2 separate regions of the Sus scrofa genome follow, and region 2 is linked to region 1. Evidence: chromatin contacts called from public Hi-C data. All regions are on one chromosome and are shown on one strand. Each heading gives the region's core, a stretch centred on a gene start, on an enhancer-like site or on the middle of the called end of the contact. The rest is flanking DNA. Distances are from core to core; before and after follow the strand shown. Region 1 overlaps COL25A1 (collagen alpha-1(XXV) chain). Region 2 has its middle 32 kb from the start of OSTC.

The links. Hi-C and Micro-C count contacts between places; a contact is called where the count stands out from the background.
Region 2: a contact with region 1 is called in a Hi-C map of liver, with 2.7 times the contacts expected there. The contact joins two enhancer-like sites. A contact is called at or near these places in 4 of 47 Hi-C or Micro-C datasets (embryonic fibroblasts, epiblast stem cells, liver and 1 more).

What each region holds. Positions count from the first base shown.
Region 1 is chr8:112,928,182-112,932,556 of Sscrofa11.1, reverse strand. The region is part of intron 2 of COL25A1 (collagen alpha-1(XXV) chain); the gene reads right to left. Among named protein-coding and RNA genes, the nearest start is that of COL25A1, 64 kb to the right of the region's middle. Within about 2 kb of position 2,121, at least 1 of the 83 cell types and tissues checked has an H3K27ac peak or open chromatin away from gene starts, as enhancers often do. A contact at or near this core is called in liver, where this site is marked.
Region 2 is chr8:113,412,806-113,417,180 of Sscrofa11.1, reverse strand. No RefSeq gene overlaps it. Among named protein-coding and RNA genes, the nearest start is that of OSTC, 32 kb to the left of the region's middle. Within about 2 kb of position 2,595, at least 1 of the 83 cell types and tissues checked has an H3K27ac peak or open chromatin away from gene starts, as enhancers often do. A contact at or near this core is called in liver, where this site is marked.

The DNA of each region.
Region 1 (4,375 bases), core at 872-3,371:
CTAGTCAACTATTTCCTCAGTGACCTGAGAGAGTTTTAAAAGGTCATATTGTCTTCACAGCTATAAACCAGACATGTTCCCAAAGGAGACTGTCAGTCCTGGGCTCAGGATGAAGTAAATCTACACTGCTGAATAGAAAAAAGGCTACATTGTTATTTTTTGGTTTTTGTTTTTCAGTGTTCTAAATAACTCCCTGATAAACAGATTCTCTACAAATCTACTTTATTGTTTCAACAACTCTGTCTTCTACACATCTGGAAAGAAGTGTGAATAGTTTCATTAATTAAATAAAAATCATTAATCAGATAAAAACGGTTAGTCCTAATAAGTGAGTGGTTGACTGTATAGATCATGCAGATACATGCATATTGTATTCAGAGAGCTAAATGGTACCACAGGAGCTGATCCTTCTGCCTTCGATTGATATTATACATAAACCAGCTCAAATAGACCAAGGATTAATTCTTGGAGAGATATTTCAGTATCTTTTCTTAAAGATGCTTTAAGTTCATACAATACCCGGAAATTCTTCTTTATTTCCAACCTAAATCCTCTCATACTATAATTTTAAACTCTATGTCATATATAGAAATAAAAATGTAAATGTTATGTTGTTACAGATATTTGTAACCACCTATTAATCAGGCCACCATAGCAGATCTTACTCCAAAATAAATATTACAATTCTAATATATCAATCACAACCAAGTGAGCCTTAATCTTATTCTTAAATTTTTCCTTGGAAATTTGGAGTGCATTTTTACATCAAAACATCAGACATTGTTATTATAAGTCCACCAACAAACTGCACTAATGATGATTCCATGTCATAAATACTGATTTAAAACCCTAAACCCCCAAAGTTAAGGAGTTGGGGGAATTGATGGGTGAGAGTTCCTGACAGCTGGCAGCATCCAAAACCAAGTCAGAAAAGAGTTCTGAGAGAGGGGAACAGGGCTTGTCTCCCCTATCTTGATCTTAATTAATAGGGAAATTAAATTTTATCTTTAATTGGATAGAGATGATGATTCTCCTACAACACTATAAACTCTTTAGTAGGCTCAAAACTCCATGGAACACAGGGAACTGTGTCTTACAATTGTATTTACTAGTAAAGTCTTATTGTATTTATTAATTCAAACATTACAAAATGTATCTAATGGGGCATCAGTAAAGGTATTAAATGATGAAGTCCTCCATATTTATTACTAAATAATGTCTTACAGTCAGGCATATCATACAAACTAGTTTGTAACTAGTGCTAATGTTTATATCAATAAGGATATATGAGTTATATATCTAGGAAGTATACCTATAGCTATACATTTTGCTGTATATATCTCAGAACTTATATAATCCTCTTTCAAGTAAACACCTTAAGGAATCATTTTGATATTTATTTCTTTGTTCTAAACATATTCTGAACTCCTGTTTTGGAATTTTTATTATTGTTAATATCCTTGGTGTTTCCTTATCCTTTAAGAATATATATGACTTTTAGAAATAGTCACGGTTATTCTGAGCCAGGACTTGTGATCATGGTGATGAACCTGATGCATATTATCATTTGTAGTTTAAAAGAAAGAAGGAGAAGGTGCAGGGGAAAAAGCAATCAGACTGGTCTGGGGGTGTTATTGATAAGCTTCTGAAAAAATGAAATGTCAAAAAAAAAAAGTCATTGGAATTGCCCACTAAAATATGCATGGAAGGACATGTGAAAGCTCCATATATGGAGGTCTCCTGAGCAACTGTACTGAAGGAGACAAGGTTTTATATTTCTAACTTTGGCATATATATTTAAATATCTATTACCTCAATTTAATATAACACCCTAGAGTTTTTTTTTTTCATATATTAGGTTTACTTAATTGGTACACTATCTGTACTCCGTTGAGATTTTTTTTTTTAAGCAAAACTATTTCAAGCAAAGAATGTAAATTACTTGACTAAATTATGAGAGAAATTCTGGTTTTCTACCAACTCAGTAGAAGAGTGATTCTTTCAAATTGTAGTGTACCCAGCGTGTTGGTTAAAAAATACAGATAATTGGGCGATACGCCCAGCAAATCTAATGTTATCAGTCTGGAGTAGGTCCCAGTTTTGCAGAAAAACTGCAAACTTCACAATCCCCCAGCTGATCGTAGTGCAGGTGACCTGGGAACCACATGTTGAGGAACACAGCCATCAGCTCTCAGGAAGGTTAGAATCTCCAATCATAAAACCACAGTTGTAGGAGTCAGACAACTGCCTCTAAAATAATCCACAAAGAACTATTAAAAGACAAGCTCGGGCATATTAAAATTTTTAGGAGTTTATTTGAGCAAAATTGATTCTAACTGAGCAAACTGAAAGCAGTTCAGTGAGTTCCATCAACAGAAGCACAGGAGAGACTTAACAGAGAAAAAGTAAAAGTAAAGCAAAGCAATCATCGACTGACTAACTGACTACAGCTTAAAGCCTAGTTGGCTGTTTGTGATGGGTTGTCCTTAGGTTTTGGTTTTGTAACCTTGAGGCATTTATGGGCTTGGATTTTTGGTTTGCTTTCATAGGCTGCCCATGGCATCAGAGCCACCTTGGTTTAATTAATTTAACAGAACTGTTTTCAGTGAAATAAATGTTTAATATTAACTTGCCTACAGAAAAATAGCAAAGATTTATGAAAAGCACCATTCAATCCCTATAGAACACACTAAACTAATATGTTCAATGTTAATCAAGTTCATTTCCTATCAATCCGAAGGGAAAAGCTCAGGACTTCCTTCCTTCCTTTTTTAGGCCATCAGGGTGAAGTCTACCAAGGCTTTTCCTATAGTGTGAAAACTTGCTCTGCACTTTAAAGTTCCCTTTCCTATCCAGAGACCAAATATGGTAGGACCATCATCCCTTTATATGCAGAGTCCACTAAAGTTTGTAGCGCTGGAATTCCTGATAGTTCAGTAGCTGAGTAGGCTGTAAGGAAGACTTTTTCTGTTGATGAATAGCCTATCTTGGGGTTACTTGCATAGTTCTTGAAACAAAATCTCTTGTAAAAGCCCAACTGCATAATTAACCAAAATGTCATTTTTATACAAATAATCAACAATTTACAATATAGGTCTAAAGACATCGTAAAATTTGAAAGCTAGAATGAACAAAATTGTACAAGAGTAATGCCAATATCTCAAAGGAAATCCCCAGAGAAGCATCTGACAAAACCATAAAATAGCTTTAAGTTATTTAAAGTGGGGTTCCTCTTCCCCTTAAGAAAAATTGATTTCAAAATAGCTACATTTGAAAAATCATCCTAATAATTTTAGAGGCATTTTGTTGTGACTCTAACTATAGTCTATTCTTGTTATTTACAGTAGTTAAGTTGTATAAAATCACCACAAACATTCAATTAGCAAATTAATGGAAATACAGGGTTAGGTTCCTGTGAGCCTTTGATTCACATCATTTTTGTCAACTGCTCAATATATAACTTTGTTTTATGAGCATTTCTGTGTAAAGGTAACTTATTTCATAGATATTTCTGATTCATTAATGTTGGACACATGGGCAACACTGCTAGCACTCATGACTGAGTGAGTTTAACACATAATTTCTCCATAAGGCATATCACCACCTCCTTGTGCTTAGGAACACTAGACAGCACTTCAGACTCTACTTAGAGTCTTATCAAACCATGAAACAACCAACAAAAAACACAACAGTACCAAGACACGTGGCACCAAATAGACCACCAAAGAAAACTTGTTTGCTGTTTAAGAGCTGAACCAAGATAGCCAGCCAGCGCCCTGCTGGTCTTCATATGGAAAGGTGAGCTTTGGGCAACTCAAATTTTTCATCACTCTGTTGCATGTGCATGAGTAATGGCAAAAATGCCATGGTATTGATCTGGGGGGTTACAAATAAATTTTTGCAAGTAGGCAAACTTCAAATATGGAATCTGTGAATAATAAGGATCTACTGTACTTTCACTATCGAGATGAAGGTCCTTGTTTTAGATTTCATACATAGACACGGCAGCATTTCTAAAGTCCTTTTTCAGTGATATAATACTGTGGCAAAATATATTATTGCACCATAATTAATGTTATTTGTAACATTTTCAATGATTTATCTTTCCTGCCCCAGGACATTCAACAGTTAGGGCATTTAATTAGAAGTTTCTAAAGTAGGTTTAACCACATGTGTGTTTAACATTAAGTGCCCAGAAGGTGTTATAAAGTTTACCAATGATATGTTAATAACCACAGATAGGCTGTTTTAACTGTCAAAAAAGGGAAGGATCTTTGCTAAAGTCAGTATATTAATCCAAAGGTTCTATTACAAAAGCATTTAATTTAAAAAATTCAAAAGACAGAAAAAGTACATTCAAACAGACTACTTAAAT
Region 2 (4,375 bases), core at 1,346-3,845, 480 kb before region 1:
GGACTTTGTAGCTCTACAAATGTGTGTTTAATGATGAATGATATCTTATCTTTCTGCTCGGGCAGGCACAGAGTCAAAAAAGAGCAGAAAAGCATCATACAGCCAGTGCCTTAAGGGTTTAATTAAATCTGAATAGAAATCCTCACCAGTTGGATTTGGGAACAAAAGTAAGTGACAAAAGCCACGAAGATTGAGACTTGATAACCTTGGAGAATATTGAAAAAGGACCAAATCCTCTTTGCCTCTGCGGATTAGTTAATAGGGACAAGCTTGACAGACGCCTTCTGGTGGAAGCCAGCCCCCCAAGTGCGGCCTGAGCTTCTGCAGGGAAGGCTGTTGTCAGCCCAGGCTGCTGTGGGGCCGAGGGGAGGGTCACCCCGCCAGCTGCTTCATCTCCATCGCAAACATCTGTGTGTACAGGACACAGAGATGGCCTGATTCTCAGCAAACAGGGGCTTTGATGCCACTATTTGCCTTTTCTTTTCCTAACCATCCATTGATGATAACAAACTGATCTATCTGTTTCATTCATAATTTATTCAGGCAATCTTTGTATTGAGTGCTTATGATTGGGCACAAGGGATTAGGATCCCACGTTGTCACTTCAGTGGCTTGGGTTGCTGCGGAGGTGTGGGTTCAATCCCTGGCCTGGGAACGTCCGTATGCCTCAGGCATGGCCAAAAACAAAACAAAACAAAATAAAAACCAAAAACCAAAACAAAAAACCCCACCTTGCTATTTTCCAGACATTGTTCTAGGTCCTGGATAAAACAGTAAATAAAAGAGACCCTCTAAAAATTCCTATCCTGGGAGTTCCCCTTGTGGCTCAGCAGTAATGAAGCCAACTAGTTATCTTTGAGGATGCGGGTTCCATCCCCCCTGGCCTTACTCAGCGGGTTAAGGATTCAGCGTTGCCTGGAGCTGCGGTGTAGGCTGCAGATGCAGCTTAGATCTGGCGTTGCTGTGGCTGTGCTGTGGGCTGGCTCTGGCTCTGATTCTAGCCTGGGAATTTCCATATGCCGTGGGAGTGGCCCTAAAAAGACAACAACAACAACAAATTCCTATCCTCATGCATCTTCTATTCTAGTGTGCAAGGCAGATAATACACAAAAGAGGGAAACATGGGTAGATATAGGGAATGTTCAGGAAGGAAAAACAGAAAAGGGGAATGTGCCCTTGGGGGGAGCCTATGGTTTTGATGGGCTAATCGACGAGGGCCTTGCTAAGAAGGCAGCTCTTGAGAAAGTGAGGGAGGGGCTGTGAGGCAATTTGAAGGGAGAGTAGGAAGAGCAAGTAGACAGGCCCTGAGGCCAGAATGGACCCAGCAAGGTCAAGGGCTCAGTAAGGAGGCCCAGAGGCTGGAGCTGAGTCAATAAGAGGGAAAGTCACAGGAGGGAAGAGAGTCAAAGGATAATGTGGGATCACATCATGTTGGGCAGCAAACACTTTGTATTTCATATTTTTTTTGAAAAAAACATTTTAAAAAATTTTTTTTGGGCTGACCAGCAGCATAAGGAAGTTCCCAGGCTAGGGGACAGGGCCAGGAATTGAACCTGCGTCCTCATGGATACTAGTCAGGTTCGTTACTGCTGAGATACAACAGGAACTCCTTGAATTTTTTTTTCTTTTTTTTTTTCTTTTTAAGGTCATACCTGAGGCATATGGAAGTTCCCAGCTTAGGGGTAGAATCAGAGCTGTGCTGCTGGCCTACACTATAGCCACAGAAAGCCCAGATCCAAGCCATGTCTGCCATCTACACCACAGGTCATGGCAACGCTGGATCCCCAACCCACTGAGCAAGGCCAGGGTTGAACCCTCATCTTCATGGATGCTAGTCTGATTCATTTCCACTGCACCACAATGGGAACTCCTAGGAACTCCTCAAATTTTTTTTTTTTTGCTTTTGCTTTTTTTTAGAGCTGTACCTGCGGCATATGGAAGTTCCCAGGTCAGGGGTCAAATCAGAGCTGCAGCTGCCGGTCTCTACCACAGCCACAGCAACACCAGATCCTTAACCCACTGAACGAGGCTGGGGATCGAACCCACATCCTCATGGATCCTAGTTGGGGTTGTTAACCGCTGAGCCATGAAGGGAACGCCTTGAAATTTTTTATTAAAGTATAACAGCATAGCGACCCAGTCAGACATATATATATATATATATATACATACATTCCTTTTCTCATATTGTCTTCCATCATGTTCTATCCCAAGAGACTAGAGATAGTTCCTTGTGTTACACAGAAGTAATTTAAGGTGGCAAGGACTTTGTACTGGAAATGGGATGGGAAGCCATTGGAGTATTTTGAGCAGAAGAGTAACTAAACTTGGCTTATTTTAACAGGATCGGTTTGGCTGCTGTGCTGAGAAAATCCTGAAAGAACAGTTGAAGGGAGCTCAGTTGTGAGGTGAGTTGCAATAACATAAGTGAGACATGATAGTGGATCAGACAAGCCTGGGCAGCCTGGGTGGAGCTAGAGGTAACATATGCTGAGAGAACACCAGGCCCTGGCCATGTCCTGGACGCCACGTGAGGGAAGCATTCAAGGAGAGAGTGATCCACTGGTCAAATGCCCCTGCTAGGTTAGGTGAGATGAGGACTGAGAAGCAGTTGGCAGGTTTGGTGAAGGGGAGGTGCCCTGGTGGCCTGGAAGAGAGTGTGGGAGGCGTGGTGGGGCATTTGTGATGGAGCAAGAGGAAAGGTTGGACCAGCGGGCACATGCAATTCTTTGCCAAAAAAGGGGTGGAGAGCAATGAGTATTAGCTGAAGAGAAAAGTGGGGTTTAAAAGGTTATTTATTAGAAGTTCACGTTGTGGCGAAGTGGTAATGAGCCTGACTAGATCCATGAGGATGTGTGTGGGTTGGATTCCTGGCCTTGTTCACTGGGTCAGAGATCCAGCATTGCATATGTGGCTCAGATCTGCCATTGCTGTGACTGTGCAGCTACAGCTCTGATTCGACCCCAAGCCTGGGAACTTCCACATGCCAAAGGTGCATCCCTGAAAAGCAAATAAATAAAAGGTTATTTACTTATTTATTTATTGGCTGTGCCTGAGGCATTTATAAATTCCTGGTCCAGGGATTGAACTCGCTCCACAGGGGTGACCCAAGCCACTGCAGGGGCAACACTGGATCCTTAACCCACTGTGCCACAAGGGAACTCCAAAAGGTTATTTTCAGATGGGCAAATTAGCAATATACTTGTGTGCTGATGAGAACAATTCAACAGGGAGTGAGATGGATGCTATACATGGCAGAGGGGAGAGTGGCAGGGCAAGGTCCTAAAGTAGGTGAGAGAGGATGCCTGAGCCAGAAGCACACGCGCGTCACCCATCCATAGAGAGCGGAGAGAAGGGAGAATGTGTGTTCAAGAGAAATTGTGCAAGTTTTTCAGCAAGGAAGGAAGTGAGATTGCCCACTGGCTGAGGATGGAGGAAGAGTTGGAGATTTCAGGGGAGAGGAGATAACATGAAACAGCCCTTTCCTGGCAAAAGGAGGAATTGTCTACATGTTAGTAAGTTTATGGGATGGAACGAGTTATCAATGAAGACATTGAAGCATAGATAACATTCATCCGTGTTATGCTGGAGGGAATTCAAGCATCAGAGGATGTAGCGATGGTTGACTATTTCTCTCTCAAGCCTTTAATATTTATTCCTTCAGAAACTTATGTCTGGAAGGATTTGACACATAAAACCACTGGTGTAGCATATAAATATGTAAGTATTTACACACGTATCAATACATATAAGTATTTGTACATATATATACATATATATATATACACACATCCTAATTTACATAAGACTTTCAGAGTTCCATCTCATCAAAACATCAATAAAGGGAGTTCAGGTTGTGGCTCAGCTGGTTAAGAACCCAATTAGTACTTTGAGGATGTGAGTTTGATCCTTGGCCTCCATCAGTGGGTTAAGGATCCAGAGTTGCCGTGAGCTGGGGCATAGGTTGCAGACGCAGCTTGGGTTTGGCATGGCTGTGGCTGGCAGCAAGAGTTCCGATTAGACCCCTAGCCTGGGAACTTCCATATGCTGCGGGTTCAGCCCTAAAAAGACCAAAAAAAAAAAGAAAAAATCAATAAAGTGTTTAACAAAACTCTAAAGATGAAGTAAACTAAATTGGCTAAAATCTGAAAAGTTAAAATTACGAATTCTTATCAAACAGCCTTAAGGGAATGTCTGCTATTTTATAAGCATTGAAAGTCCTCTATAATCTTGCACTGAGAATATTCATACACTCTCAGCACTCAAAGAACTGCTGGGAAATTGCCTCATTAACCTTTATAATACCCTTGTGGGGTCAGCAGGAATTTGATGAGATTTCCATGCTCTATGGTGGGCAAATGGAGACAGGGAGATT